Linked DNA regions of Mus musculus: all the other regions are linked to region 1. A link is a contact called in public HiChIP or PLAC-seq and promoter capture Hi-C data. All regions are on one chromosome and are shown on one strand. Each heading gives the region's core, a stretch centred on a gene start, on an enhancer-like site or on the middle of the called end of the contact. The rest is flanking DNA. Distances are from core to core; before and after follow the strand shown.

Region 1 (3,885 bases), core at 418-2,917:
CAACACCCAAACTCCAACAGGCCTACAGGAAGGCACCCTGCAGCTGTCCTGCACACAGGAAGGTAAGACATTAAATAGCACACATTTCCAAGTACTAGCTACCAGAGTAATTAACCCTTTCTCCTTAGCCACAGCCGATGCCGCTGAGCTTGCAACTTTACCTTCAGCAGGATGCTGATAAAATGTCTATGGCAATGAAGATGCCAATGTTCAAAGCTAAGGGTCGGGAGATGCAGTCAAGTAAGTGGGTGTCCCTGTGGGTTCTAAGTACTCATCCAGAATTCCTACTGTGCACAGTACTGGGGGAAAGTTCTCAGGACCTGGAACACATTGAATCCAACCATGAACAGGGTGCAACTTCCCTGAGGGGATCAAGGAGCACCCGGGCAGGGCGGGGCAGCCTCCAGACCAGCTCTGCCACATCGGTCCACCTGCCTGCAGGTGAGGTTTGGCAAGCCTCTCAGTTGCCAAGCATTCTGGGAAGAAAAAAAAAAAAAAACAAAACACACACAACTAACTGCTGAACTATGCAAGTCTCCCAACTTTATGGGAGACACATCCATATCCCTGAGAAAGTTAATCTAGCAATAAAGAGATGTAAGTCTTTAAATATGAAATGTCTATGCGGTTACAGGAAGGAACTGGGAGGAGCCCATGTATCCAAGGGCCCAAAGGAGAAAACAGAGCAGGGTGTGCTGGAGACCTTGGGAACCCTGGGGCCTAGCACCAGGTTTTGCAAATATGCTTCCTGTTTAGAAAAAAGTAAATTCATAAGGTCAAGCACATACTGAACTGCCAACAGCCACGTATCACACCTGTCCTTTGAGAGACAGCACCGCAAAGCTGTCAAAATGTTAACCAACCCGTCCACACTTCCCATGAGTCCATAGTTTGCAAAACTACTCCGTTCTGAAATTATGCTTTAAAATGAGGGTTTTCTTTTTCTGTAGCAGAGAAACCAATCTTTGTGTGTGAGTGTGTGTGTGTGTGTGTGTGTGTGTGTGTGTGCATTCAGTGGGAGAAGGAACAAGTGCGGAAGGGGATGTCCGAGCGGGAACTCGCTGGTGGAGCAGCTCTGGAAAGTGCCTATAAGCACAGGATGATTGGACCAGACAGAGCTGGGTTCCTTCCTAAGCCTGGCCGGCCACCTGCCACTCCGGCTTGACAGTCACTAGAGGAAGAGCACCTGCGCTCTGCGGAGAGCTGGGCCTGCCCACCGGACTGCGGTCAGCGCGCAGGAGAGCCGACCCACGGGGAAGGCCGGCCCGATCCCTAGCAGCACTGACAGTACAGAACGAGCTGCTCCGGAGACCGCCCAGGTCAGGACCCAAAGCTTGGCGTCGGCTGCACAGCGGGTCGGAGGTCACCCGCGGAAAGGTCGGAGGTCGGCTGTGTCCGCGTAGATGGGAGCTGCCAAGCCCGGCCGCGCCCCCCGCCCGCCCGCCCCGCCGCACTTACAGGTGACGATGGGCTTGTTCTCCATGGTGTAGACCACCGGTGGCTGTGGCTCCTCAGGGGCGTCCATGGGCGTCCGGCGTCACCGGCCCGGCCCCCCGCCCGCCATGGGCACCCGAGGCAGCGCGGGGCCCGCTGAGCCCGCGCCTCCTCGCCGCCGGCCCCCGGCAGCTCCTAGCCGGCCGCCCGCCGCCGCCGGCCGCGTCCACTTCCGGCCCCGGCGCCGCCGCGTGACCACTTCCGGGGCGCGCGACTTAAAGGGGCGGGCCTCGCCGCCGAATGCCCTCCTACGAAAAAGGCCGCGTGCCGGGCCGCCCGGCGGTGCAGGGCGGGGCCGCTGTAGCTGTCAATAGCGGGAGCCGCCTCTGCCTCGGTTCTCAGGCAGCTGCAGAGGACAGAGGGCGGCGCACGTGCCTGAGCTCCTTGACCCCACCTTCTCAATGCCCAAGCTTGGTGACCCTTGCTTGGTCTCATCAGACCTGTCTAAACTGGATTCTCCTCGGCTTCGCACCTGCAGATGCTCCCTTACCCTCATCCTCGCTTCTACCCTGTGTGCCCCCACGTCACGTCTGGCGGAATTCCCGTTATCTCCGAGGGAGCTTCCTCCTTTCCGGCTTCTGCAGGATGCCTTGGGTCGGTTTTTACATCTGGGCGAGCTCAACTGTGCAGTGCCAAGCTGAGTCTCTGCTTGCCTGTTAACACGGACTTGCCAAGTGTGCTGACTCAAAGCGAGGCAAGATCGAAAGTGTTCCACCCACCCCGTACAACTCCATGTGCACCCGCTGGCACGCCAGCTTCCCACTGTCCTTTCTGGTTTTGTGAGGTTTTTGTTTGATTGGTTGATTAGGTGGTTTTACTCGTATGAACCACCACATAGGTCGTTTCCACCTGCGTCAGCCTTCAGCACTCTTTCCCTTGGCTCCCAGAATGCTCCCTATGTCCCACCTTCATCAGTACTGGTCACCTATAGCTGGTACTGCTTTGAAGCCGCTAGGTATTGTGAATGTCGCAAAATCAAATATTGCTTTGAACTGAACTCGGCGCAAGTAAAGCAGGTCTATGGGAGCTTTTGCAAATGGGATTCAGTGTGCAAATGGAATGTCTGAGCATGACTTGACTGTTGGGGAGCATGTTGGTTTGGGCTTTCAGGCAACTGATTAGGGCAGTTGAAGCAGGTGGAGACTGCCAGGCACAGGGGTTCTCAACCTGTGGGTCCCGAGCCTTTTGGCAAACCTCTAGCTCCAAAAAAAATATTTACATTATGACCCATAACAGTAGCAAAATTACAGTTTATGAAGTAGTAACAAACTATTTTTATTTATGTAATAATTTTATTTTTACTTCTTTAATATATTTATTTTGTTTATTTAATATTTTTCTCTAATATTTTTATTTTTATTTATTTAATTTTTAGTTTATTTATTTAATTTTTATTCATTATTTAATATTTTATTTTTATTTACTTAATATTTATTTTTTATTTAGGAGGGTCACAGCATTAGAAAGGTTCAGAACCACTGGCCTAGAGAGAGCACAGCAAAGCAAGAATAGGGGTCCAAAGCCTCCGTGGACGTGCCAAAGGTTTTTCACCCCATCCAGCTAAGCGTTTGTGAGATGTCAGCACAAAGAACGAAGCTCTCACCTCAAATGGAATAAGAGATGGTGTGCTTCGGAGCCAAATTTGAGTGCCCGCCACCCAGGGGACAAGGATTTTGAGGAATCCTCTGAGGCCTCCTGAGTGGGTAACCCCAGGTTTCGTGATCCCACATGGAAGCACTTGAAGCTTTATAGTTGCAGAACATAAAAAGTCATAAATCAAGACAATTTAAAATACATTGGTGAGTACGTCAGAGAGGCTGTTATAGCTAGAAGGTGGACTCTCTCCTGTTGGCCTCAAATACCATTCTTAGCTTTGGAGGTGGGAAAGCTAGTTGTGATGGTTTCTATACACTTGGGCCAGGAACAAGGGGTGGCACTATTAGCACATGTGACCTTGTTGAAGTAGGCCTGTTACTGTGGGTGTGGGCCTTCACCCTATCTACCTGGAAGTCAGTCTTCCACTAGCAGCATTCAGATGAAGATGTAAAACTCTCAGCTCCTCCTGCACCATGCCTGTCTAGATGCTGCCATGCTCCCACCTTGATGATAACAGACTGGACCTCTGAACCTATAAGCCAGCCTCAGTTAAATGTTGTCCTTTATAAGATTTGCCTTGGTCATGGTGTCTGTTCACAGCAGTAAAACCCTAGCTAAGACACTAGTGGTCTGCAAAGTTAATAGATTCCAACACTTTTTTTTTAATCTATTAGTCACAGAGTGTTAGTTCTGACACTGGGGTGGGCAATGAATGGATATTTAGGGGCTGACACTAGGCTATCATAAAATAACTAGCCTCTAGACCTGCAGCCTTGTAACCACTCCACCTCAATG
Region 2 (3,885 bases), core at 410-2,909, 2.8 Mb before region 1:
CAGGAGGATTTCTGAGTTCAAGGCCAGCCTGGTCTACACAGTGAGTTCCAGGACAGCCAGGGCTACACAGAGAAATGCTGTCCCAAAAAAACAAAAACAAAAACAAAAGGTTGGTTCTAGGACCCCTAGCAATCCCAAATCCTGGAAGCAAGAGTCCCTTCTTTAACATAGTGTTGTATTTGCAGATAAGCTATACCATCTACTTTAAACAGTCTCTAGATAATAATACCTAACTATGTCAAATGTGGCACAAGCTAAGGTCATCTGTGAGGAGGAAACCTCAGTTAAGAAAATGCCTCCGTAAGAAGGGGCTATAGGGAAGTCTATGGGACGGACATTTTCTTAATTAAAGGTTGATGGGGGAGGGCCAAGCCCACTGTAGGTGGGGCCACCGCTGGGCTGGTAGTCATGGGTTCTGTAAGAGACTGAGCAAGCCATAGGGAGCAAGCCAGTAAGCAGCACTCCTCCATGGCCTCTGCATCAGCTTCTGTCTGCAGGTTCCTGCCCTCATGGCTTTTGATGAAGAACTGTTATATAGAACCGGGGGCAAAATAAACCCTTTCCTCTCTGGGTTGCTTTTGGTCATGGTGCTTTACCACAGCAATAGTAACCCCAACTAAAGGTAAGCTTAATCCAGTGTAAGTGCTATATAAGCAACTGACACATTGTATTATTTAGGGACTAATGTGGGGAAGGAGAAAATCCTTACAAAACGGGCACAACTTGGAGGAAACTTTTTAATCAAGTTTGGTTGAATATGCAGCGGCGGGATCTACACTCAGAGTGCCAACTGTCTCTATGTCTTTGTCTCTACTGTCTTTTTGTTATGCTTTGTGAAGTCTCCCACACAAATCTCTCAGCTTCTAGAAAAGGAAGACACTAGAAGCTGTCAGAGAACATCAAAGCGGTGATATAAATATCTTCAGCCACACCTTCTAGCAAGGTGGCGATGCTCTACCACTGAACTAAACTGCGGCAAGTGGTCACCGCATTCCAATTCCACAGATAAAGCAGCAGATGACCCGAGTAGCAGGATAGCTCCCCAGGTCACAGGAGTAAATCAGGGTCTGGGAGTGCTTCCCTGCCACCCCAGCTCCCAAGTATATGGCCTCTGTAAGTTACAGGGAACAGCAAGAGGGTCTTTCTCCACTCTGCAGCTGGCAAAGCGCACATGTGGGCATGCATACCACAAACGGCAGAGATCCCAAAGCGGCATCAGAGTACAGAGAGTAACCTGCTCGGGATCCCATATTCTGCAGTACTGATTCCAGGGAAACCAAACTTGCTTCTGACTCATGTGATTTGTGGCTCAAAGGAAACCAAAGGCCTGGTATTATCATAGTGCCAGGACTCTGGACTGGCCCCTGAAATACTCAGATGCCAAAGTATTGCTTCTTGTGCCCATCAGCAGCCCCGTGTAGTAGTGGGCCGGCGTGGCTGGCTGCCCTGTTCTGCTGACCCAAACCTAGGTAAAGTTACTTCAGCCCATCAAAGATCTAAGGAAGAAGGAGGAAGAAGGAGGCGCCTGTGTTAGGGAAAGCCTCCAGGGGCGACCTGCACTGATCCAACCTGGTCACCAGAGAGAGCGCCAATAGAAAAGGTCTGCCAGGAATGTCCTGAGCATGTATTGGCTGCCCTCCATAGAGGCGTGAGGAGGGTGTTGCCAGCATGTGAACCCTCCTCACAGAGCACCAAATCCCGTGCCTCTGGAGACCTGCCAGGCTGCTGCCTCCTTCTCCCCATACTCCAGGCCGAGGGCAGGCCATTCGTGTGGGACATCAGTCCCTGCAACCAGCTTCTGGCCATGGCGGGACCGGAGTGGCAGTCCCTGGAGCAGTGCCTGGAAAAACATCTGCCGCCTGACGATTTGGCCCAGGTGAAGCGAATTCTCTACGGCAAGCAGACTAGGTCAGAAACCCAGATGCTGAGTTTGGGGCTTTTGGAGTCACCCATCTGTGGGCTGGAGGAGCAAGGGGAGGGTTTCTCGGATGCGACTGGCTCAGTGGGGGCAGTGATGAGGAACCCTGTAGTTCACTTGCAAAGGCCACATGTCGTGAGAGATGAGAATCTTTAGGGAGGTGACTCTTACAAACCATACTTTCATTGCCCCAGACTCCTTGCTTCCCCAGCCCCGCCCCCGCCATCGCCCACCTTGTGTGGAACAAAATAGGACCGAAAATGAATGTGTCTCTTAAAGCTATCTCCAGGGCCACTCCAACTTTCCTCCCCTCCCTAAGCTACTAGCTTTGCCTCAGACCGCAGCTACCTGGTGGGGGGGGGGGGGCTGTCCAATACCTGCAGTGAGGGTCTCGTGAACCATCCTTCCTAGCAGCTTGGAGATAGAGGAATACTGGACCAAACTAACTTTCCAGACAAGAGAATTGATAACTCAAGTTTTCCCACTCTGGGCAAGCTCACCAGATTTTTTTTTATTCCTTTTGTTTTTATTAGAGTTGGGCATCTGGTATAACAGGTATAACAGAGCTGGAGGAAAAAAATACCCCTCCCTCTTGGTCTTCAGTTTCAATCTATTTTTCTGGAGCAATCAGAAAGTTGTCTTCAAATGGACTGTTTCCTTGTCCTTTGCACAAACGCTATAATGGGTTTTCTAGGCTGTTAGAACAGAATGTGAACTCTGACCTTGCTAAACCTCTGTCCAACTCTTGCTTATATTGGCCTGCTCAGGCCTTGTCCAATGTAGCTTGTTTGCTCTCTGGACTGCATGCCGGTGACCCTGCATTAGAACCTTGATCAGCCAAAGATAATTGATGAAATCACTGGTTCCTGGCAACCTTAGGGTTCCTACAGGGAGGCCCGATCCACTAAATCTACCGCAGCAAGTGGGTGGTAGAAGAACTTCATTGGCATTTTGTTAGCTCCCCCACCCCCCACGCACACGCACACACACACACACACACACACACACACACACACACGAAACTGTCTCCATAATCTGTGAGAGGCTAGATGACCCTAAAATGCTCTCACTTTCCACCGTACTTACAAGATCAGCCAGCCATGAGGATGGGGGATGTAGCTCACTGGCCTGCTGGGCATGCCGGAGGCCTGGGTTTCCACAACCCCATGCAAAACCCCCCAAACAACAGCAGCAATACATTAGTTAGATGAGTAGTGTTAGAATCGAGGCTTCCAAAGAAGATCAAAACAAAAACAAAAAAACAAAGCAAGGAGCATCTTAGCCCAAATTCTAGGAATGCTAATTATTCTGTTTTAAGGGTAAAGTGAGCACGTTATCCTGAAAGATTTTGTTGGTGTCTGAGGTAAAATCAAGGGTTATTATGAAGAAAGAAATATTTCCCATAGAAATGACTGGTACACATTCGAGGTAGGACTGAGGCCAGGTCAGAGATTACCGAGTAAGAGGGTTTATATCAGCATTTGGAGAATCACAAAGCAGGGCAGAATTGTAATGGAGGGCACAATGCTAACTGGGGCTAACCTGTGCTAACCTGGGACTAACCTATGCTAACCTGGAACTGCCAGGTCCTAACCCTGGGCTTTGGCTTCCAATACCTGAACAAGTTCCTTTGCCCATTTCCCATTCTTCTCTTAGGTTCTGTTCCCTGATGAAATTTTCACGTTCTATCTCTTAAGGTGTGAACCTTCATGCATGCTTAGTTCTTACAACTGGGTGAGTTTTGGCTGTGAATAGAATTTCCACCTGAAGATAGGAAATTATTCTGTCTTTAAAATACTTAAAAACCCCTCCCACTTAAACTCCTGTTCATTCTTCAGAGGCCAACTTGTACATGGCTGGTTCCCCAAATCATCCTAGCCCTAGATTTCTGGCTGTGCCCAATATACACTGACAATGTTTATTAAATATTTGATAAGTGAGAAAGCTACATAAGTGTGCATTGCCTG
Region 3 (3,885 bases), core at 912-3,411, 2.7 Mb before region 1:
TCGTTGGCAATCCCACAGTGAGGCAGAGATCTGATGCTGTCTTCTCAATCTCTGGGGATGATGTTGGGCATAGAGGGTTGACCTGGGTTCCTCATGGCAGCCTTGTCACCCTTAGCTAAACCCATGGGGGTATAAAAAAATGGGAGGCAGGGAACTAGAGAGATGGCTCAGTGGTTAAGAGCACTGATTATTCTTCCTGAGGTCCCGAGTTCAATCCCCAGCAACCACATGGTGGCTCATAACCCTCTGTATTGGGATCTGATGCCCTCTTCTGCATGCATGTAAGCAGAATACTATATACATGGGAGGCAGGGAGTATGAGAGGGAGGATGTCCTCAGACTTCAGGTCTTGGTGGGGACATATAAGGCCCCACGTGGGAACTGTTTGTGGATAAGTTATGGGCAGCAGTTATAGCTCAGTTGTTCTGAGACCTTCACTACTCGTGAGGTAACCCATCAGGCGTGGAGAGGAAGCCAAGATATGAGTGCCTGGCAAGTATGGTGGAAGGCTACATACAGAAGGGTATGGAACTGAACCAGCTCCACCATTGGTCTCTTTCACACAGTCAGAAAGCCCAAACTCAAACCAACTCAAGGCTGTTAATTCGGCCAGGTCATCTGTAATCAGGTCATCTCCAGCTTCCTGGTAATCGTGACTAGGACTCAGTCTCTGTTGTTTGTTGTTCCTTGTTTGTTTGTTTGTTTGTTTGTTTGGGATAGTCTCACATAGCCTAGGCTGGTTTCAGTTACTTAGCTGGTAATGACCTTGAACTCCTGATCTTCCTCTATCTACTTCCAAAGTAGATTTGACCTGCCACGCCCAGCCACCGAATGGTTTTGAAACCTTCTCTGGGAGGAAGGAGGCAGATAGATCCTCCGTGGAGACCATTTCCCTGAGCTTACTCTGTCAGGAATGGGTCTTCTGCCTGCAGACGGAGTTTCCCCAGAAGGAAAGGCGGCAAGAGGCTTTCCGTTCCCTGTGTTGCTCTTGGCCGAGTGTGTAGCCATAGACAAAGTAGGGTCCTGTGATGGTTTCAACCTGGCGCCCCAAGTTCAATGGCTTAAAACAGCAAGTCCCGGTTATTGGGAGCCTGAAATCTAATGTAAGCAGAGCCGTGCTCCCCACCTCTCCCCCACTGCCCCCAGGACTATGGGGCCATATCCTTCCTTGCCTCCCCTCCTTCTGAGCTTCCTGGCAATCCTTGAGGCTGTTTGGCTTGTACTTGTGTCGCGCTGACCTCAGCTTCCTACTCCACATGGCTGTCTTCCCTGTGCGACTACCCAACCGGCCATCTTGTAAGACCACTAATTACTGTATTTAGGGCCTACCCTAATCCAGTATGATCTCATCCGAACTAATTACCTTGTGAAGACTCTGTTTCTAAATAAGGTCACACTCTGAGCTCTCCCTAGTGGGCATGAACTTGGTGGAAGGGGGAAAAAAAAACAAGACACCACAGAAGCCTCTGAAACCCTCGGTTTCCTTGTCTGTAAAATGGCGATGGCATTATAGGATTAGAGACTGGCATAGCATAGTGTTGCATAAGTGCGCCTTTATTCTTTAACGTGATTAATCTTCTGTGACATTTTTCTTCTCCTATCAGTGCTGATATTTGAGTCCAGGATCTTTGGCATGCTTGGCGATCGTTCTACCTTTGGGCCACACCTAGCCCCTCTTTCTTACTTTACAGTGAGCCTAACCATTCACTCCTCAGCATCGATCCATTCAGGACTGGGCACTGTGCATGCAGCCTAGACTTCCTCAGAATTGGGAGCCAAGAAAGATTTTGGGAGGTGTCATAAGTTAGCGGAGTCTGAAGGAAGACGACTTTAGCCTGTAAAATGTCCTGGCAGGAGCATTGAGGGCAGAGAAAGGGCAGGGGCAGGCACCAGCAAGGCAAGAATTTCTCTGCAGGGCAAATGGGGGCCTTTGAAGGGTTTTCCAGCGGGAGAGGAAAATGTTCCATTAAGGTAACAGCAGCCTTGCAAACCACTGGTGAGCAAGCGTCACCAGGTGATAGGAGTGGTGGGGGAGGGTACTAGGTGTGGCTTGGAGGAGGTCACAGATAACACCAATTGGAAGGGACCAGTGAAGAGGCAGGGGGTGGCTTCTGAAGGGCTGGACTCTGGCTTCTGTGGCTGGTAGAGGTTTGTGGAAGGTAGTTGCTTAGCTCAGGTTAGGACTTGTTGACCTTGGGCATCTGACACAGCGGGTGGCTCAGACTTGGACTCTATGTGCAATGTGATATAGCTCAGCATGGAAGATGTAAAGAGGAAGGGAGCTCTGGGTAAGCTGAGGACGGAGTGTAGGGAAATTGTTGGGCGGTTTAGGTACCAATTAAGTCGCAGGGAGGTTGTGGGTGGACAGGTGTGCTTGCTTGCCTTGTGGTCCAGGAGGCTGTGAGACACAAGTGAGTTAGTTGGCTTTCCTGCAGACTGTGGCATGTGATGGTAGGGGCGGGAGTGAGGAGACCAGGACATGGGTAAGACAGGGCTTCCCTCCCAGCCCCCCCTAGAGATGCCAGACAGCACAGATAATTACCAGGTGATACAATAAATGCCACCTGAGAAGGGGGGCGGGCAGGAAGGGGGGCAGAAGTGACTGCAGAGCTGGGAGTCAGAGCCAGGCTAACACTGAGGCTTTGAAGAGCTCTGGAGCCTTCTGAAGTCTGTCTGTTTCATCCAGTCCTCAAGCTCCCTTGATCCTCTCTGGAGAGGAAACCAAGGCCAGAAAGGGAAGGTTTCCCAGGTCCCCAGCTCTCAGGGAGGTCAGGCATGAAACCGGGAGCTATGGGGTGCACATTTCTGTTATTCTGCTGATGAATTCTGGAGTTGGACTTCACTCACCAGATGCTGAATGCTCCCAGGAATTAACAAGCTGACCATCCCGGAGGCCCACGCGCTTGGCTAAGTACAGGCTCCACTCACACCAAAGGCGAGTACTGGGATGGGGTGAACGGGCAGCACCAAAAAGCCAGGCTTGCGGGGGGGGGGGGCAGAAGGCAGAAAATCTGACCTTGCTGTGGTGTGGTCATTCAGAGAGTACTTCCTCAACACCGTTGGGTAACAGTGGCCCATTTACGGATTCTTCTGTCTGGTCATTGTGGTCTATGTGTGGTCAGGCACTCTATGCAGGTAGTCACAGGGCATGGGTGTCCCCTGCATCTGTGATCTGTGGCCTGGGATGATTAGAAGGGTCTGAGACCAGACCCATCCAAAATGAGCCGAAGGAGTCACAAGCTGGGGCTCGACGCTAGGGGAGAACTTGCCAGCTGCTTTTAGAGATGAAGAACTCCCCCCAAGGGTGGACTTTTCTAGGGTGTTGGAAAATCAGAGGGAAGGTTGAGAATCTGTGATCCTCACGTTCATTAAGCTGTTGTGACTTTGGATTTGAAGTCAGTTTCATCCCACCAGTTTACCAGGGGAGTCTCAGGGTTGCTGGCTTTCAGGGTGGGGAGGGAGATCCTGTCCCAAGAGAACCGGAGTGTGGGGAGGGAAGGACCCACCCATCTCAATTACTTGAACTGACTTCTGAGGTTTAGACTATCGACCTCAGCTGTGAACCTTACCCACTGGGGGTTCAAGCCCTGCCCAGAGCTTCCTGACATTCAGGTAAGTCAGTACTACCATGGGGTGTGGTTGGACTGTACGAAGAGAGTTTCAGGAAGTGGTTGGCTGAACCCCTCCCCAACCCACTAAGCTGCAACCCTCCAGCATTTGGTTTCCGGTACTGACAGCTCAAGTCTGGCTTTACTAGGACCGGGTTTTCTAAGATGGAGTGCGGGAAGATAAGCCCTTTGAAACAGGAAGTGCCTTGGGGACCACTGTGAACCCACTTCTCTGCAGGGGAGCTGGAGTAATTCCCCAAGCCACCCCCTAAATGTG
Region 4 (3,885 bases), core at 785-3,284, 2.4 Mb before region 1:
GGAAGAGGGGATTTAAGGACCTTGGCTGTTTCCCATCCCTTGGCGGGGCCTTCAGAATTCTCACATTTGAAGTACTTCCCTCTGGTCTCACCACCTATCTCTCCATGACTCTTGCCTGTCCCCAGAGCCTTTCTTCTCTGCAATGTTGTGCATGGTGAAACCCAGAGACACACACAGACACACACAGACAGACACCAGCAAGAGCTCTGCCCCTCTCCAGGTCGCCTCTTTTTTTGATGTCGTGGACACTGACCCCTGGCCAGACCTTTTTCTCTCCGCCTTTCTTTTTTGGTGGTGGTTGTTGTTGTTTTGTGGGTTTTTTTTTGTTGTTGTTTTGTTTTGTTTTTTAGCTCTCTGACACTAGACTCTAATGGGAGAACCAAACAGTCTGTGAGCCCTGACCCTTTCATTGGTCTCCGGGGCCAAGCTTTGGCGGATTAAACAGGACATCTAGGAAGTTAGGAGAAGCCCTTCCTAGTCCTTTGTTGAATCTACATTTTTTTTTCCCTAACCCTTGACAATCGTCCCCTTGTCGCCTTCCAATACCCCTCAATCAGGATAGGGAGGCCTGGAGGGGGAGGGGGGGAGTCCAGCAGATGAAACAGGACAGAAGCAAGGGACATGCTGGATCAGCCCTCTAGTCTTCCAGGACCCCTTCCCACAGAGTCTGCTCTAGCCAGGCCCCCTCACAGCCTAGGGTCGGAGTCGGCCAGGGCCCCGCCCCGCACCCCACTCCAACGGAAGTGGGGCGGCCAAAGGGAGCCGGAGGAGGTAGTGAGGGCTCTGGGTATATTTACAGCTGCACCTTTCGGTCAACACGAAGCTTCCGTCTTTGAGTACAGGAACTTTGTTTAAGCAGTTCACCTGGGAGAATTGCTCGCTCATGTGCTGCCCTGGGAAGGAAGAAGCCAGAAAATGCGTGCAAGGACTCAAGCAGTATTCCTATTTTCCCCTTTCTCTTTGCAACCAGAGCAAGGTCGAAACGGCCAAAATCCGGATGGGCCGGGAACCAGAGGCACAGAGGTGGCTCAGCTATGTGTCTCTTCCCTGCAAAGTCTCCGGAATTTTGTGAATCTAAACACTGCGTGCCTTCAAAGCAGAAACTGTAGGAATCTTTCATTTTTCTCCCCACGTCCCAGGACAAAAAGTCTCTCTTGTCAGAGCGGAAGTTACGTTTAAAGAGGGCTCTGAACTGACTAAGACCACTCCAAAGAGAGCAGAGCATTCCTTGGTGGACGGCGCTGGGGGTGGGGGGGGTCAGATGATGGGGAGATTGTACCCAGGCAGAATGTGAAGGACTGACATGGTCTAGGGGTAAATGTGCCAACCTTTGAGTATATCCACGGTACGCGTCTGGAAGGGGATGCCATTCTTCTTGGCGAAGATGTAGACAGCGCGGCTGGGTTGTGACAGCAGGTCCAGGTAGAGCTCCAAGCCCATTGCCGGTAGCGACACAAGATGGTGTGCCGACTGCGTTCGATAACAGCAAGCTGGGGTCCAGCACAGCCTCAGTTGGCCAAGCCAAACGATTTCCTCCTCTGGATAGCTGACACCTGCTGATCTTGGGGAGGGAGACGCTTTGGAGGACTTTATACCAAAAGCAGGGCTGAGGTGCGCGCGCACTCAGACTGACTTATGCGATTTGCTCCAGCGGACCGTGGAGCCAGGAATCCAGCCCAGGACCTTAGTCTCACCCGGACGCGGAAATGGCCTAGCTGGGCTTTCGTGGACCCAACTCAGAGTTCTGTGGACGTAGTCGTTTGCGGGGAACTAGACCGCTCAGCTCCTAGCTCTCAGTTACTGCAGGAGGGGATCTTAGAGGCTGATCGCTGATCCTTCTTTAACGGGTGAAGCTTGTTGCAGGCTGCTAGAAACTTTGCCTTAAGGAAGAACTGTGGTTGGTCCAGCTGCCCCGTGCAAAACAGGTCGTCTAAGAACACTGGACCTCCCCAGATCTGTGAGGCTGGGCAGCAAAGCTTGAAGGAGTCACAGGACCACCTCTCTCGCCCGCCTCCAACACTCTCCACGGTAGCATCTTCCGATGGGGAAAAGAGGTGCCCATTATCACTGGCTTTATCTGAATCTTTTAGAGTAGCTATAGCCCGTGGGCCATATCGGGCACCAGAATGTTTCCCTGGGCGTTTTTCTTTTTTTCTTTTTTCTTTCTTTCTTTCTTTCTTTTTTTTTTTTTTTTTTTTTTTTTTTTGACATTGAGGGGTAGGGGTCTTGCTATAGCACAGGCTGGCCTCAAACCCTTCTGCTCCATTGATTCTCCTGTCTTAGTTTCCTGAATGTCTGGGACTCCCAGGTGAGACCTATCCTGCCTGGCTTTCCAGGGAATTTATGTTTGTTTGATTCATTTGGTTGGCTATTTTTTGTTTTGTTTTGTTTTGTTTTGTTTGAAACAGGGACTCATATAGTCCAGGTTGGCCTCAAATTCGACTTCATTTTCCAAGTGCTTAGGACTACAGGCATTTGCCATAGAACCAGTCTTACCCTGTGAGTTGATAGCTAGGAGCTGTGGTAGCCAGTAGGCTCAAACCGAGCTCTCTCAAGTGGCCCCTCCCCTCGCCCCTCCCACCGCCAGAACCGTCTGAAGCCAAATTGCCCTTTTACCTAAATAAGCTGGTGTTGTTTTTTGAGGAAAAGGATTCTGAAAAACACAAAGCTGTCCCCAGAGGAGCTTCTTCTGCAGCCCTGCACCGCACGTGGCTCTGCTCGTGCAAATTCGGTAGGGAGAGCATGTGATCCAAGATGACTGTACCCACCCAAGCCCTCTGATGTGATTGGCCCCTAGAAGTCTCCTGGCCTTGTTTATTTCACGTGCTTCCCCTAGGTCAGACATCCTCTCTCACGGGATCAGATATGGCTCTTGAATGGATGGACCCCTGAATCCCGCCCCGAAACACCCCCCCCCCCCCCCCCCCGGCTTTCACCCTGCAGACTCAGGTACCTGCTTCGCTACTCTCCGGAGAGTCCCCTCCCACACTGGCAAGGAACTGGTTTGGCTGCCTCACTCCCCTCTTCCATCTCATCCTCTCTTCCGGCTTCTTAACCCCTCCCCCCCCCCAAAAAAAGGGCTTCCTTGAATCTTGACAAAAATACCCCTTTTTTTTTTTTTTTTTTTTTGCTACCCTCCCTTTTTGACTGGTAATAGTTTTCATCTTGATTGTCAGATACCTAAAGCCAGAGTGAGTGGTAGTTTGAATGAGAAATGCCCGCCCCCGCCCCACCTCCCCACAGCCCATAGTTTCCTGCGTTTGAACCTAGTGTATGAACAGACCCCAGCTGGTGGTCTGTTTTGTGTGGGTTATGTAGCTTTTAGGTTGTGGCACCTTGCTTGCTACAGGAAGTATGTTGCTCATGGCAGTGGGGTTTGGCAGTTTATACCCTGGGCCACCTAGGGGGAGCCTATCTGACAAACAGGACAAAGAAAATCAGTAGCTAGAACCTGGTTTCATGACACAGCATTTGTTTAGCATCAGTGAACCTAGCCCTGGATTCAACCCTCCACACCACAAAACAAACAAAAAAACTGAAGAGAAGCCAAGGTTCACAAATCACACCGAACGGTGGTTACTGAAGTGGTGGGAATAAAAGTTGGAATGGCTGACTGCCAGAGAATAGTTAGTCTTCAAACGTGTTGACCTCATTCTGTGGAAACAGCTAATTTGTTTGAGGAAATTTTGTTGTTATTCATTGAGACAGGGTCTGTCTATATAGGCTGGCTGTCAGGGAACTAACTATGTAGAACAGGCTAACTCTGAACTCACAGAGATCCTCTTGCTTCAATCCTGGAATTAAAGGTGTGTACCACCATCCTGGCCTCTGGCTAGGTTTTCTTAGCTCTTCTCATCTTTTAAATTATTATTGTTACATACATAT
Region 5 (3,885 bases), core at 631-3,130, 2.3 Mb before region 1:
AAAAAATAAGCCACATAAACTGGGTGTAGTGACACCAAGTGCTTTGATCCTGGCACTCAGAGGCAGGAGGATTTCTGTGAGTTCAAGTGCCAGGTCTACAAAGTGGAGCTACAAGGCAGCCAGTTACACGATGAGATCTTGTCTCAAAAAGAAGGGGGGATGGGGCTGGTGAGATGGCTCACCAGTTAAAAGCACTGACTGCTTTTCTGAAGGTCCCGAGTTCAATTCCCAGCAACCACGTGGTGGCTCACAACCACCTGTAATGAGATTTGATGCTCTCTTCTGGGGTGTCTGAAGACCGCTACAGTGTACTCATAGACATAAAATAAATAAATAAATAAATAAATCGAAAAGAAAAGAAAAGAAAAGAAAAGGAAGGAAGAAAGAAAGAGAGGAGGGGAGGAGAGACATAAACTGGTTGGGGGTTGCCCTTAGATGGAATGAAGTTAGTTTGAGATAGACAATCTGCACCAAAAAAAAAAAAAAAAAAAAAAAAGGTAGAAAGAAAGAAATTTCAGCTGAGCAGTGGTGGCACACGCCTTTAATCCCAGCACTCAGGAGGCAGAGGCAGGCACATTTCTGCCAGCCTGGTCTACAGAGTGAGTTCCAGGACAGCCAGGGCTACACAGAGAAACTGTCTCGAAGAAGAAAAAGAAAAGAAAAACAAAAAAAACAAAAAAACACAAAGATTTGGCTGGTCTCTAGGGTTAATTGAAGGGATTTTCTAAGGTTGTGGTTCTCAACCTTCCTAATGCTGTGACCCTTTAATACAGTTTCTCATGTTGTAATGACCCCCTCCACCATAAACTTTTTTCGTTGCTACTTCATAACTCTAATTTTTGCTACAGTTACGAATCATAATGTAAATACCTAATATGCAGGATCTTTGATATGCGACCCCTGTGAAAAGGGTAGTGGCTGGCGCACAGGTGCGATCCTAAGGAACCCTGTCCACCTGACTGCACAGAAGCTGTCTCTTCTAGCTCTGGGTTCTGGGTTAGCGACCCTTCAGATTTATCCCCTATAAAAACTCAAAATTAGTTCACTGATCTCCAAAACGTTAGTGCTTCCGACCTCAGGGCCTCAATCCACTCAAAAGCAAACATGTCCAATCACTTTCTAAACATCATAAAAGCTCTCTGCAGTCCACCTCGCAAGCAACAACACAAAGGGGAAGAGGCTTTCCTAAGCTTCGGGCTTACAAGTAGAGATTTCGAGACCGGGGCAGTGGGGTGCACGAGAGCTGCCAAAGGGTTCAAGGGCAGTGTTGCACCTCCACTTCCAAGCGCCCAGGGGCTTCCCGAACATCCTTTCCCCATCTGCCTAGAGTGTACCGGCTCGACGCTCTAAGCTAGGACAGATGCTTAGGGTCTGAACAACGTTAAGTGGGTAAAGAAAACCCAGGACGGTCCAGGCGGGACCGGCCACGCCCACCAGGCCACGCCCCAGCTGCGAGCACGCGCCCGCCTCCGCGATGAATGGAGGCGCGCTCTCGGGGAGCACTAGCCCGCCCCGGGACTCGAGCCGGCCAGCCGCTGCCCGGGAAGCCGAGAACGCGCCGCGGGCTACCTCGGAGCCGATCATGTAGAACTCCCCGTCGTCCTCCAGCTGAAACTTGACGGGCTTCTGCCCGAAGGTCTTGCTCAACGCCATCATCATCATGGCGGCGGGGGAAACCGGCAGCCGGGGTCGAGCTGGAAAGAATCCGGTGGGCTAGGGCGGGGCCGAGGCGCGTCGGACCGAAAGGAACGGAGGCCTGGAGGTGAAGGTCGGGCAGGGCAAGCCGGGCGAACCGGGCGAGCGCTCGTGTCACTACTGGGCTCCTTGGCCGTCTCTGCAACGAGCAGGCCGCCCTCGGTGCGCATGCGTGGAGAAGCTGACGCTAACGTGCGCGCCGCAGCCTGCGCGACTCAAGGCCGAGCGCGTTCCCGCAAGCCCTTAAAGGGACCCGAGTTCTTTTTTGCTTCCTAGGCTTCCTCCCTGGGCGGGTAAGGAGGAAAACCTCTCAGCGACCGAAATAGCCACTGAGGCCCTGACTCAGGCGGTAGCTTTCCTAGTCGCATAGCCAGAGCTGGCACTCCGCCCCGGGATGAAGGAAAAAAATGAGACGTTAAGCGAGGAGAAGGACCGCTCTATCTGGAAGCCCGAGGGAAGCTGGGTGGGCATGGCGACCCCACGCTAGCGCCTCAGGTTTTCCACCCGAAAGTGCGTTAGGAATAGCTAGCTATCCACTCCAGGCCAACAGCAGTTCCCGAGGCAGTAGGGATGGGAAGAATGACAATACTGGATGGAGGTTGGTACTATTCAAAGATCTAGGTGATGTGCCAGATGAACGGGAGGAGGCACTTGCATTCCTTCCTTACCTCTGCAAGCTTGGTGCCCACAAGCCCAGCCCTGGTCTGTGCCTCTGCCCGCCTTGGGGCATAACAGCCCCGAGAGAAGACAGTGCTTCTGGAACGTGTCCAAGCAGTCCACCCCCTGTTGAACAGAGCCGTGACTCCAAAATGTTTAATGTTTATTGTAGCACTATTACAGGAGCTTAAGTTATAGCCTAGCCTAGGTAGCTATTCAACAATAGAGGAATGGATGAAGAAAATGTAGTCTAGGCTGGGTGTGGTGGTGCAAGCTTTTAGCTTCAGTTCCAAGACAGTCAGGGATATGTTGAGCAACTCTGTCCCAGAAAACAAAAAAGAGTGTGAAATGTGTGTACATGTGTTTTTTGTTTTTCAGCCACAAAAGTGAAATTACATTGTTTTCAGGAAAATGGATGCAACTAAGATATCATATTAAACAAATCAGGCCAGTCTCAGAAAGACAAATACGTTTTCTCTCATTTGTGCTTTCTAGATTTTCCTTAGATACATAAAATATGTATTCCACAGAACATTAAAGTAAAAGTGACATTGTGTATGGGAGCAAAGGGACTAACAACCTAGTGTAGGGGAGGTGGGGGCATGGTGGGATGTGCAAAATACAAACACTTCTCTGAAAGCAGCAGGACAAACAGTGGCCAGCTTCATAAGGGTCAGTCTAATGAGACTGCAATTGTGACTGGGGTCATGATGAAGGAGATGTTAAAGAACTAGGAAAGGCTGTGGTAACCAGGAGTTTGCCCACTGATCTCACAGCCATGGGAACCAGAGGGTTAAGGGCCAGGGGTGGCTCACACTTTTAATCCCAGAACTCCAGAGTCATAGGCAGGCAGACCTCTGTGGGTCCCAGGACAGTCAGGGATGTATAATGAGACCATGCCTCCCTCAGCTCCCACCCCCAGTAGTTAGGCATGATCTGATAAAATGATACTGCTTTTGCTGAGACAGCCAGTCAGTTAGAAAGCCACTGTGGGTATACCTCTATTTGTTCAGGAATGGGACAGGAGAGACTCTAAATATGGGTCCTAGCCCCAGGGAAACAGTCTTGGGGCACAAAGGCTCTAACCCTTACTCCCAAATCTTGACTGCAAATTGCAAAGAAAAACAGACAGGCGCTTAGAAAACACTCATGTTTAATGACAGTCTTGGCTTTTTTGGGTTTTGTTTTTTGTTTTTTTAAAAAAGTCTTTATACACTGTATACACATGTACATGGCTTAGAGGGTACCTGTGCTAGGAAGAGGGCCCCAGAAAGAAATGGCCTGGGGCAAGGCTGTGAGGTATGTGGGGCCTTTGAGGTTCCGTGTCTCTGGGAGGAAGCAGCTGCCTCCTTGGCTGGCTGTGTACCTTTTGGCCTGAGTTCCAGGAAGCACTTGTCTGAATCACCTGCCAGAATATGATCAGTTCACTATCTCTCCAGAGCTGACTTACCAGGAAAGATACTGGTCCAGTTGCTTAGCAGGGGCAGCATGGTACCCTGGGCATCTCATTACCAACACCACTCCCAACAGGAA
Region 6 (3,885 bases), core at 548-3,047, 2.0 Mb before region 1:
CATACATACCCAGTCACTGGGCACGGAGGCTTTTAATTCCAGTGTTCAGGAGCCAGAGGCAGGCTGATCTCTGTGAATTTGAGACCAGTCATGTCTACATAGCAGTTCCAGGCCAGCCATAGATGCACAGTAAGACCCTATATCAATAAGTTAAGTAATTGAATAAATTAAAACCCAAGGGAAGGCATACCATTAAAAGGGACACAAAACTGGCTGATGCTGACACCACAGACATGAAAATCTTGATTTTTTTAATAAACCTTTTTATTTGAATAGTCATTTCATTAACTGTACATAATCAATATTCCTTAAGATTGAAGGAGATCTTTTCTCTGGTAACATGGATCAAACTGAATATACGTACCCAAGACAGATCTTCTCGAGTACCAAGCATTTTCCTGGTCCTATGCTACGGCCATCTAAGAACAAGTACAAGAATCTGAAGCATGCTGAAGTGTCCCCTGAAGTGTTCATGACAATACACAGCATGGGACCTAATGACCAGACCCATCCCCCTGCCTCAACGTTCTCTAAATTCAAGCATCCTCCTGTGAGCCAGGACCTTGAGAGACAAGGAGAGTGACATCACCCCTGTAAGCTGGTACTGTTCCTCTGTATGATCATTACACGTGGCTCTTACGTACCAGAACCGGGATGACCTGTGACTCGCTGCAGGGACCTTCTCCTGGTGCCTCCATAGTTCAATATGATCATGTCTCATAACTGGGGCTTTACTTCAGTTTCTCTCCCATGCCTACTTGAAAGAAGAGAGAGAAGCACAAAGTGTTACACTGCCTGGTCAGTAATCTCATTTCACGGCTACAGTTTACTGTATGTGTTAAGAATGGAACAGGATTGGCGTTTTATCATCACAATTCATTAGAGGGCTTTTTAAATTAAAAAATCCAAATGCTGTGTGCTTCCTTTAATATGCTAGATTTATTCCTCTGAAGTCTCCTTTTTTAAGAGATATTTATGAAGCCTCTTTTTACTTAGAATAAATCAGTATCATTTTTTTTAGGAACACTTAATAGCTTAAACTCAAATTAAAACACCTTGCCCAGTACTTGACCTAACCCACAGGCAGAACTGAAATCCCCATGCCCGACACCCTCCTGTTCTTTAATTCTATTTTTTTACCCCCAGGGGCAATGTAACCCTAACTGGCTCTGAGATTACATCGATTCTTTGTTTAAACGCCTGTTGTGCGTCCAGATCTGGACTTCATACTTACTTCGTAATAATTAGAATCACAAATTATTTACAATTATATTTTCAGTGAAAAGCCTGGGAGGGTGCCCGGAGGAAGAAAGACAATGAATTGGAGGGTTCTCCAGGCCAAGCAGATGAGGCCATAGAGGCCAAGAATATAGAGGCATGGGGGATGTGGCTCGGGATACAGAAGGCAGGTGGGCGTGGTCCTGGAAGGGCGTGGCTCTAAGAGCCAGCGGAGGTGCGCAGGGGGAATTGAGAGGTGCAGCGAAAGGAGAGCGAAGAGGGCGGACGGTGCTGAGAAAAGGGGAGGGGGTAGCTGGAATAGAACCTTCGAGAGGGCACTCTAAAGCCTCCAGAGGGGGCGGAGGCCTCAGTGCGCTGGAGACATGCACAGGGAAGACCTTTTGCCTAGCTTGCCCTGCCTCACTTGCGATCCAGATGTCTAAGCTGTCCATTAAGAAACCTACCTCAGCCGCGTTTCTCCGCTGAATTCTAGGCTATACCAGAAAGGAACAGACGATGCCCACCCGAAGCCTGAGCCGCCGCCCTGGACCTGCGCAAGCGCGGAGCACTCCAGCTGGCCGAAGAGCACGCCCCGCCCAGGCCTGGGTGTCCTGCGCAAGCGCAGTGTGTATAAACTCGGTGCTGGTAGCTGTAGATAGTCTTGAGACAGGGGTTTTCTCTAAGAGCTTGTCACTCAGCGCAAGCGCATTTTCTGTCCCTGCTTCCGGCCGGTCGCATTGGGCCTTAAGGCTGCAAGACGCAGGTGAGAAAGTGTAAGGATCGACTTACCGGGAGATCTGTGGGAAGACTGGACTCCGGGTTGGAGGCCACAGGTGGTGTAGACCGCGCCCCCAGCGGATTCGAACCGAGGCAACAATTGGCAGGCTGAAGCAGGAGTGCGTACTAGCGCTGTCCTGAGTGTACCTGGGACTGCCGGTGTGTTTGATGCCCTTCTCCGAATGCTTAATAACCTAGTTTTGATCTGAATCAGCTTCTGCAGAATGGGACCCCCCTACAGTATCTTGGACTAAGTTTTGATCGTGGAACCAACATAGCTACTGAGACACGAAACACACCAGAGACCCCAAGTCCTGAAGATCCTGTGCTGAAGGGGTTGGGGGCGGAGGAGCAATGACACTGACATCAGGTGACCCTAAGCAAGGTTTCTTAAGCTTTCTCCACTAGCAATCCCATCCTACTCAGAAAGTTTTTCAGCGACTCTAGGTATCTAAAATAGGCATACGAATCAAACATTTACTGATAAGTGAATCAGAAAAGAATTTATTGTAAAACTCGGCATACACACAATTTTACCACTGACTAGAGACAAAAGCAGATTTGCATACTAATTAGGTGGATGCGTTTGTCCAATATAATCTAGACACTCTAATACATGCTGAGGAATGATAGGGAAATATTAAAATTCTTTGTTTTCTATAATTAAACCATCATGCTTCGGTTCGTGCAGTAGAAACACCACAGCTCATAACATAATCAATCATTCCAAACCTGCTGTGAGGCATCTCAGGGCTTGCAAGGCTTGTGCAAACCACACCTGTTGTGCCTTCAGTCCATCGGTTCAGTGGAGTCGCACAATGAACTGCAGCCAAGGGATGGGTCTGTCTGTGTGAGGACCTGGTCCTTTTTTTAAATCTGCCCAGTTTTCCATTTCCACCAGATGAAGAGGGCTGAAGCTCTGAGCCAGGATGCCACAGGTTGAAAAGAGTTTCCCACAATCTTCCAAGGCAGAAAAAACTGTCCTCAGAGCCCCCAGTGTGGCAGGCCTGAGACCTATTCTTGAAAGCCTGCTGGTGCCACGAAGCTCAGGCTCCAGGCACTAGGATCCACCCTTGCTAACCTAACATAGGAAAGGGTACCTGTGGTGGCTGAATAAAGAATGTGGCTTTGTAAGGGCTGGAGGTGGCTTAGCAGTTAAGAGCAGTTACTGTTTTTGTAGAAGACCCAAGTTTGGTTCCCAGCACCTATGTTAGGTTGCTCACAAACCACCTGTAACTTCCAGCTCCAGGGGACTCACTGCACTTGGGAGGCCGAGGCAGACGGATCTCAGAGTTCAAGACCAGCTTGGTCTACAGGTTGAGTTCCAGGATAGCCAGAGAAACCCTGTCTCAAATAACCAGAAAAAGAAAATTCTTTTTGTAAAAAGTGGAGTGTGATGCCTGCAGATTTGTCTCAGTGGCTAAGAGCATTTGGGCGCTTACAGTGGACTGGAATTGAATTCCCAACATCTAGATTAGGCAGCTCACAAGCACCTGTAATTCCAGTTCCAGGGGCTCTGATGCCCTCATCTGGCCTCCATGGGCACTGGAATGCATGCAGTATGCGTACAGCTGAGCAGGCACACCCAGGAGTTATTTTTAAAGTGGATTCCAATGCCGCTACCTTCCTTTTAATCCCTGCTTGGCTTGACAAGCTGTCTGTCAAAGAAGACACTGTAACCAAACGTGTAACCATATGCAATAAAGATAGACATCTTGGTTAGTGCAAAGCTTCAGAGCACAACCAAGAGTAATCAAAGGTATATTAGCTGCAGCAACTAAGAGGAGCACTGGAGTTATTCCCAAGGCAAGGACCACCCACCCACCCACGCCTGTCACACACCCCTCTCCTTACTCCCTCCCCTGAGAAACTGTAGGAATTTTACTCAAG

The links. Promoter capture Hi-C pulls out the DNA fragments that hold promoters and counts their contacts. HiChIP or PLAC-seq counts read pairs in DNA pulled down with a chosen protein or histone mark.
Region 2: a promoter capture Hi-C map of liver shows a contact between it and region 1, with 6 times the contacts expected there. The contact joins the promoter of Upb1 here to the promoter of Trappc10 in region 1. A contact is called at or near these places in 2 of 39 promoter capture datasets (both in liver).
Region 3: a promoter capture Hi-C map of liver shows a contact between it and region 1, with 5 times the contacts expected there. The contact joins the promoter of Ggt1 here to the promoter of Trappc10 in region 1. A contact is called at or near these places in 1 of 39 promoter capture datasets (liver) and 1 of 115 datasets of contacts at active chromatin or transcription factors (astrocytes).
Region 4: a contact with region 1 is called in a promoter capture Hi-C map of pre-B cells, with 4 times the contacts expected there. The contact joins the promoter of Gstt2 here to the promoter of Trappc10 in region 1. A contact is called at or near these places in 1 of 39 promoter capture datasets (pre-B cells) and 1 of 484 Hi-C or Micro-C datasets (B cells).
Region 5: a contact with region 1 is called in a promoter capture Hi-C map of liver, with 6 times the contacts expected there. The contact joins the promoter of Smarcb1 here to the promoter of Trappc10 in region 1. A contact is called at or near these places in 2 of 39 promoter capture datasets (both in liver), 1 of 115 datasets of contacts at active chromatin or transcription factors (astrocytes) and 2 of 9 other capture datasets (adipose tissue and liver).
Region 6: a contact with region 1 is called in an H3K4me3 HiChIP or PLAC-seq map of embryonic forebrain, with 5 times the contacts expected there. The contact joins the promoter of Prmt2 here to the promoter of Trappc10 in region 1. A contact is called at or near these places in 1 of 39 promoter capture datasets (pre-B cells) and 1 of 115 datasets of contacts at active chromatin or transcription factors (embryonic forebrain).

Annotation. Positions count from the first base shown.
Region 1 is chr10:78,242,978-78,246,862 of GRCm38.p6, forward strand. Trappc10 (trafficking protein particle complex 10) reads right to left here and starts at 1,668. Exons shown (of 23, transcript NM_001081055.2): 1 at 1,459-1,668. The coding sequence starts at 1,525.
Region 2 is chr10:75,405,252-75,409,136 of GRCm38.p6, forward strand. It overlaps Upb1 (ureidopropionase, beta), which reads left to right and starts at 1,660. Exons shown (of 10, transcript NM_133995.4): 1 at 1,660-1,908. The coding sequence starts at 1,805.
Region 3 is chr10:75,561,971-75,565,855 of GRCm38.p6, forward strand. It overlaps Ggt1 (gamma-glutamyltransferase 1), which reads left to right and starts at 2,162. Exons shown (of 15, transcript NM_001379537.1): 1 at 2,162-2,288; 2 at 2,851-2,935.
Region 4 is chr10:75,832,847-75,836,731 of GRCm38.p6, forward strand. It overlaps Gstt2 (glutathione S-transferase, theta 2), which reads right to left and starts at 2,035. Exons shown (of 5, transcript NM_010361.2): 1 at 1,329-2,035; 2 at 806-893. The coding sequence starts at 1,440.
Region 5 is chr10:75,919,734-75,923,618 of GRCm38.p6, forward strand. Smarcb1 (SWI/SNF related, matrix associated, actin dependent regulator of chromatin, subfamily b, member 1) reads right to left here and starts at 1,881. Exons shown (of 9, transcript NM_011418.2): 1 at 1,570-1,881. The coding sequence starts at 1,662. Mmp11 (matrix metallopeptidase 11) reads right to left here. Exons shown (of 8, transcript NM_008606.3): 8 at 3,489-3,885.
Region 6 is chr10:76,236,068-76,239,952 of GRCm38.p6, forward strand. It overlaps Prmt2 (protein arginine N-methyltransferase 2), which reads right to left and starts at 1,798. Exons shown (of 11, transcript NM_133182.3): 1 at 1,683-1,798; 2 at 645-754. The coding sequence starts at 698.